Linked DNA regions of Mus musculus: region 2 is linked to region 1. Evidence: chromatin contacts called from public HiChIP or PLAC-seq data. All regions are on one chromosome and are shown on one strand. The core of a region is the stretch at or near the end of the contact, and the rest is flanking DNA. Distances in the headings are between cores, read along the strand shown. Region 1 has its middle 7.1 kb from the start of Gm30692. Region 2 overlaps Plekha2 (pleckstrin homology domain-containing, family A (phosphoinositide binding specific) member 2).

Region 1 (2,700 bases), core at 109-2,608:
TACGAAGTAACAGAACGGGTCCTATAGGTCAAGAACCAGACCTTTCCCACAGCTGATACCAATACTAACACTACCAGCACTGATGAGTACGTCCCCTACGTGATTCCCGGGGGTGGGGGAGTTATCACTATCAGAGAGGTGTGAGACCCTATCAGCCAGAGAGAGGAGCAGGGGGCTGATGCACAGTCACTATTTATCAATAGAAATAACAGGTTGAGGTTTCATACAGGACCAGGTTCCTATAATGAGAGAGAACTGTCAGTGAATGTGAATCTATGATTGTTAAAATGGCTCCTCATCCTCCATGGGATACAGAAGACAGGGAAAACTGTTAAGTTTCAGTCTACATACTATAGTAAGTATGTCTGTTGTTCCAGTCCACACCGATCTCTTTTCCGTTGATATGATTTGTTTCTTTGTGCGTTTAGCAAAATGGTAAATCCATCTGGATTGTAATCAGACATGTTTCCTCCCTTATATCAACCAGGCAATGACTACCAACCAATGAAAGAGAAAGGAATTTGACATTTGTAAGCACTTACTTCGAATAAGACGGGTCCTAGGTAATTTGCATGTTAGCCCTGTGTAGTCATCATGACACCTTATACGTATCTACGGTGAGTTTCTCTACCACCTTCCTTTCTCTTTGTCCCCTTGAGCTCGCACAGTGTTAGTGGCAACTTATAACTCTCAACAGTATAGGTAATAAACAAAGCAAATCGCCTCCCCGTTCAAGCAACTGTGCTGTGCTGTGGTGCAAGGCTGTGGAGCATCTGGTTCAAACAGCCTCCTGAAGAAAACCATACACCCATCCCATCTGAACCTTCCTTGAGTCTGAGTTGGAGAGATTTGCAGATATTATCAAGGAATCAAACGAAATAGAGATTCACCAAATATCTCATCAGAGAGCATCCTTCCGAGAGAAATGCCCAGAGCTACTCAGATCTGGCCTGAGATTTTGCTAAGGGATGAAACCAAAACAGACAATGTCAAGAGCTCTGACATTCCTTTCGCATGTGTGGGGCTTCTATGTTAACAAGGGAACAACTTTGATCCTCCAGTCAGATAACCAGGAAGTGATCTGGAATTTCTTTAAATATCATTACCATGCTCCCAGCAAAACACAGGGGAGGACATTTTTACTCTGATGAAAAGACTAGGCTTGTCCCTGGGCAGTGTTGAATTCTTCAGCTTCTACTTTGAGTGGGGCAGGATGTCACTGAAGACTGACAAAGAAAGCAAACCTATCTGTATAGATTAGTTTGAGGCTAACTTCGGGAATCTGAACCCTTGGACTGAGCTGTGATGTTTCCATGACAACCAAGACAGACAATGAAGCAAACAGACATGACTCAGGCGTAGTTCCGCAGGTCAGTTCTCAGAAGCCAAATTTGGTCACTGGGAGACCTTTAAAGAATAGACCATCCCTGTCTTGCTAATCACATTCAAAGGGCAAAGTGTTACTCTGGAAGAACACACCCCTTCCCCTTTCAGAAGGCCACCAAGATTCCCTGCTACTAAGTCACGCATGGCTACTCCCCATAAAGGCCTACTGCTTGATCGTACTGTCTGTGGTGACTGACTGGGCTCCGTTCTCTCATGGTGCTAGATGCTAGGTAGTCTCCTGTTTCAGGAGTGGTGTCCCCTGCAGTGACTACAAATGGCAGTGGAGTGAGGGAGAAACAGGATTAGCTCTCCCAGATCTAAAAAGTCCCGGAGGGCCATGAGCAATCTGCCACACTGTAGGCCACTTGCCTGAGCCCTACTCCAAACCTGCTGACACTGCGCAGCTGGGGTGTGCCCTGCTGACTTCCGATGCTGCAGCCTCAAGGGGCACAGCTAGGCTCTAGGACAGATTTGTTGTGTCATTTCTAGCCGTGCCTTCCACAAAAACTTACTTCTCCCAGGCTGCCTCTTTGATGTTTAGAGCCACCCAAGTCTCCTTGTTCTCTCCGTCCACACCGTTGTCCCTCGTCTTGTCTACCTTCCTTCCACACAGCAGCTACAGTGAGTCTGGAGAGTCACGTTGCTGTATTCTACAGACACAATACAAATGCCAGGTACTGAAGCTCAGGCAACAGCTCCCCTCTCATCCCCCAAAGCTACCTTTCTCTCTTTGCTGAGCTTTCTGTCACACACACACACACACACACACACACACACACACACACACAGAGAGAGAGAGAGAGAGAGAGAGAGAGACAGAAAGACAGACAGACAGAGACAGAGAGACAGACAGACACAGAGATAGAGACAGATAGAGACAGAGAGAACTAGATATTTGAGCACAGTAGATTTCACAGGGAGGCAGCGTTTAGACCCGCCCACTGCACAGGTGGAGACTGCCAAAGACAAAGAACAGACAGAAGTTTCACAATTTTTAGAGCCTGTGGAATAACTGAGTAAGCCTTTCAGGGAATGGCAAGCTCCCTCCTGCCTGCACAGGGGCGGCAAGGCAAACGCACCGCTGGTTCCTGAATCATTTCCTGTCAGCTTCCCTCACCTCTGAAGGGCTGGGCGCTCTTGCTTGGGAAAGAGAGCAGGCGCGTCCTGTGTTGTGGGGAAGACCTTTACCCAAGGGCATTTCTCTGGGAAGTGTGGGCATTCTGAGTTAGTGAGGTAGTTTGAAGCCGACAGAGACAGTGTACCCCAGACACTCTGTAAAATCTTCTCCTTGGTGATAAACTGCAATGGTAAAAT
Region 2 (2,700 bases), core at 123-2,622, 650 kb after region 1:
TGCTGTGCTGTGCTGTGCTGTGCTGTGCTGGGCTGGGCTGGGCTATGCTGGGCTGTGCTGGGCTGTGCTGTGCTGTGTGTGCTGTGCTATGCTGGGCTATGCTGTGCTGGGCTGTGCTGTGCTGGGCTGGGCTGGGCTGGGCTGGGCTGGGCTGGGCTGGGCTGGGCTGGGCTGGGCTGGGCTGGGCTGGGCTGGGCTAGGCTGTGCTGTGCTGTGCTGGGCTATGCTGGGCTGTGCTGTGCTGGGCTATGCTATGCTTGGCTGTGCTGTGCTGTGCTGTGCTGTGCTGTGCTGGGCTGGGCTGGGCTGGGCTGGGCTGGGCTGGGCTGGGCTGGGCTGGGCTGGGCTGGGCTGGGCTGGGCTGGGCTATGCTATGCTATGCTATGCTATGCTATGCTATGCTATGCTATGCTATGCTATGCTATGCTATGCTATGCTATGCTATAGTATGCTGGGCTGGGCTGGGTTGTGCTGTGTTGGGTTGGGTTGGGCTGTGCTGTGCTGTGCTTGGCTGGGTTCCTGCATTAACCCTGAGTGTCACGGACCTGCTGTTTTCTGGCCCTAGGAACCCACCCACCTCCCAGCTTCCTTCTCATCCAGCTGGCAATTTTGATGGAGTTGAGAAGCTTGGTCCCTAAGATCCTCTCTACCTTGTCTGTAGCATCGCCCTTTCCTGGGGAGACTCCTATTTATCACCGGCTGAACAGAGTGCCACTGGCTGACCCTTTGACCCCACGTGGATTACAAATGATCATGCTCACTGCACTGATTAGTCAGCCTGGGAAAATGCTACCCATGCAGTTATTGTGAGAACCAGAGCTTCCAAAGGCCATACACGGCTTTCTGCTTGTTCATATTCGTATATGCACTTTATAGTCGGAGGGTCCACATGCATGTGCATTTACAGTGTGCCCCAGCCTCATGGCTTAGCATGGAAGTGTTGTTGGGCAAAGTAATTCATTGCCAAACTAATGAGATTGATCCCTGTTCTGTCCTGATTAGCTGTAGACCAGGGTTAAGAACCTCCATAGACCAGTTTCTCCCTTAGTAACACCAACGTGAGAAGGTAAATGTCCTTCTCACAGACACAGGGCAGCAGGCACGAAAAATTAATTTGTCCACCTGTGGCTACGTCCACAGAGAAGGGCTGTTGCAGAACTCTGACTTTGGCCTGTCCCTGACAGCCTGCCCCCAGAGGCTTGGACAGCCCCCCCCTGCCCCCCCCCCGCATCTACCTTCCACCCGTTGGTGACAGTGTCAGGCTACAACCATCTTCAAACACAGGAAGAGCACAGGCCCTACAGGAAGCAGTGTGGCCACAGGTGGGTGAGGACATCCAACAGTCTGACTCAAGCGAGGGCACCCAGGCACAAACATTCTCATACCACAAGGCAGACACAATTGAGTCACTGCCCAACAGTGGTCGGCTGGCAGGTCCTGTGAGCACGCCAACATCGAGAGAGTGTCGGGGTGAAGAAAAGAATACCCTTGGGGCCCCCCACGAGTGACGCAGAAGAGCCACCTGGCAGCTGGACAGTCTCAGGAGCTTTCGATTATCAGACGCAGTAGCAACCTAAGCGTCACCCAAGCGTCGGGACACCGTGAGGGCCAGCCACACCCTGTCTGCCGTTGGCCGGAAGTGAGGCCTCTCAGCACCCGGGACAAAAGCAGAGGAAGGTCTTGGAGAACTCAAAAGCATGCCCCAGTGTCAGAGGAGACTGTCCCGCAACAAAGTAAGAAAGCCACCCACACAATCATCAGAGGCCTTTCAAGTTGGTACATACGTAAGCATATTTATCTGGAAATTTATCAGTGCCCTTCAGTGGGCTCTCCAGAGCAGTAGTAGCTCTCAGCCTTCCTAACACCGTGGCCTCTTCTTTTCTTTTCTCTTCTCTTCTCTTCTCTTCTCTTCTCTTCTCTTCTCTTCTCTTCTCTTCTTTCCTTTCCTTTCCTTTGCTTTTTTTATTTGAAATTTTCTTTATTTACATTTCAAATGTTATCCCCTTTCCTAGTTTCCTCTCTAAAAATCTCCTATCCCCTCTCCCCTCCCCCTGCTCACCAATCCACCCACTCCCACTTCCTTAACCTGGCATTCCCCTATACTGGGGCACAGAACCTTCACAGGACCAAGGGCCTCTCCTCCCATTGATGACTGACTAGGCTATCCTCTGCTACATATGCAGCTAGGGCCATGAGTCCCACCACCATGTGTTTTCTTTGGTTGGTGGTTTAGTCCCAGGGAGCTCTGGGGGTACTGGTTGGTTCATATTGTTGTTCCTCCTATGGGGCTGCAGACCCCTTCAGCTCCTTGGGTACTTTCTCTATCACCTTCATTGGGGACCCTGTGTTCTGTCCAACTGTGGCCCTCAAATACAGTTCCTCATGCTACCCAACCATAGAATTATTTTCTTGCTATTTCCTAATTGTAATTTTGCTACAGTTATGAACCATAGTGGAAATCTCTGTGTTTGCCTATGGTCTTAGGTGACCCCTGTGAAAGGGTCGCTCAACACCTCAAGGGGTCCCGACCCACAGGTTGAGAATCACTGTTTTGGAGTCTCTCTCTCTACCCGTCCACACCCAGCCCACAACACACAAATAGTTAATAGCCAGTATTTTTGGAGGACCTGTTATCTATCAGAAGCCCTCAAAAAATAGATCCAGTAGGGCTGGGGGCTGGCTGTGTGAAGACCTCTGGGA

Evidence for each region. HiChIP or PLAC-seq counts read pairs in DNA pulled down with a chosen protein or histone mark.
Region 2: a contact with region 1 is called in a FOXA1 HiChIP or PLAC-seq map of pancreatic cancer cells. The contact joins two enhancer-like sites. A contact is called at or near these places in 2 of 115 datasets of contacts at active chromatin or transcription factors (microglia and pancreatic cancer cells).

The regions. Positions count from the first base shown.
Region 1 is chr8:24,418,108-24,420,807 of GRCm38.p6, forward strand. No RefSeq gene overlaps it. Among named protein-coding and RNA genes, the nearest start is that of Gm30692, 7.1 kb to the left of the region's middle. Within about 2 kb of position 1,359, at least 147 of the 459 cell types and tissues checked have an H3K27ac peak or open chromatin away from gene starts, as enhancers often do. A contact at or near this core is called in pancreatic cancer cells, where this site is marked.
Region 2 is chr8:25,066,774-25,069,473 of GRCm38.p6, forward strand. The region is part of intron 3 of Plekha2 (pleckstrin homology domain-containing, family A (phosphoinositide binding specific) member 2); the gene reads right to left. Among named protein-coding and RNA genes, the nearest start is that of Htra4, 29 kb to the left of the region's middle. Within about 2 kb of position 1,373, at least 187 of the 459 cell types and tissues checked have an H3K27ac peak or open chromatin away from gene starts, as enhancers often do. A contact at or near this core is called in pancreatic cancer cells, where this site is marked.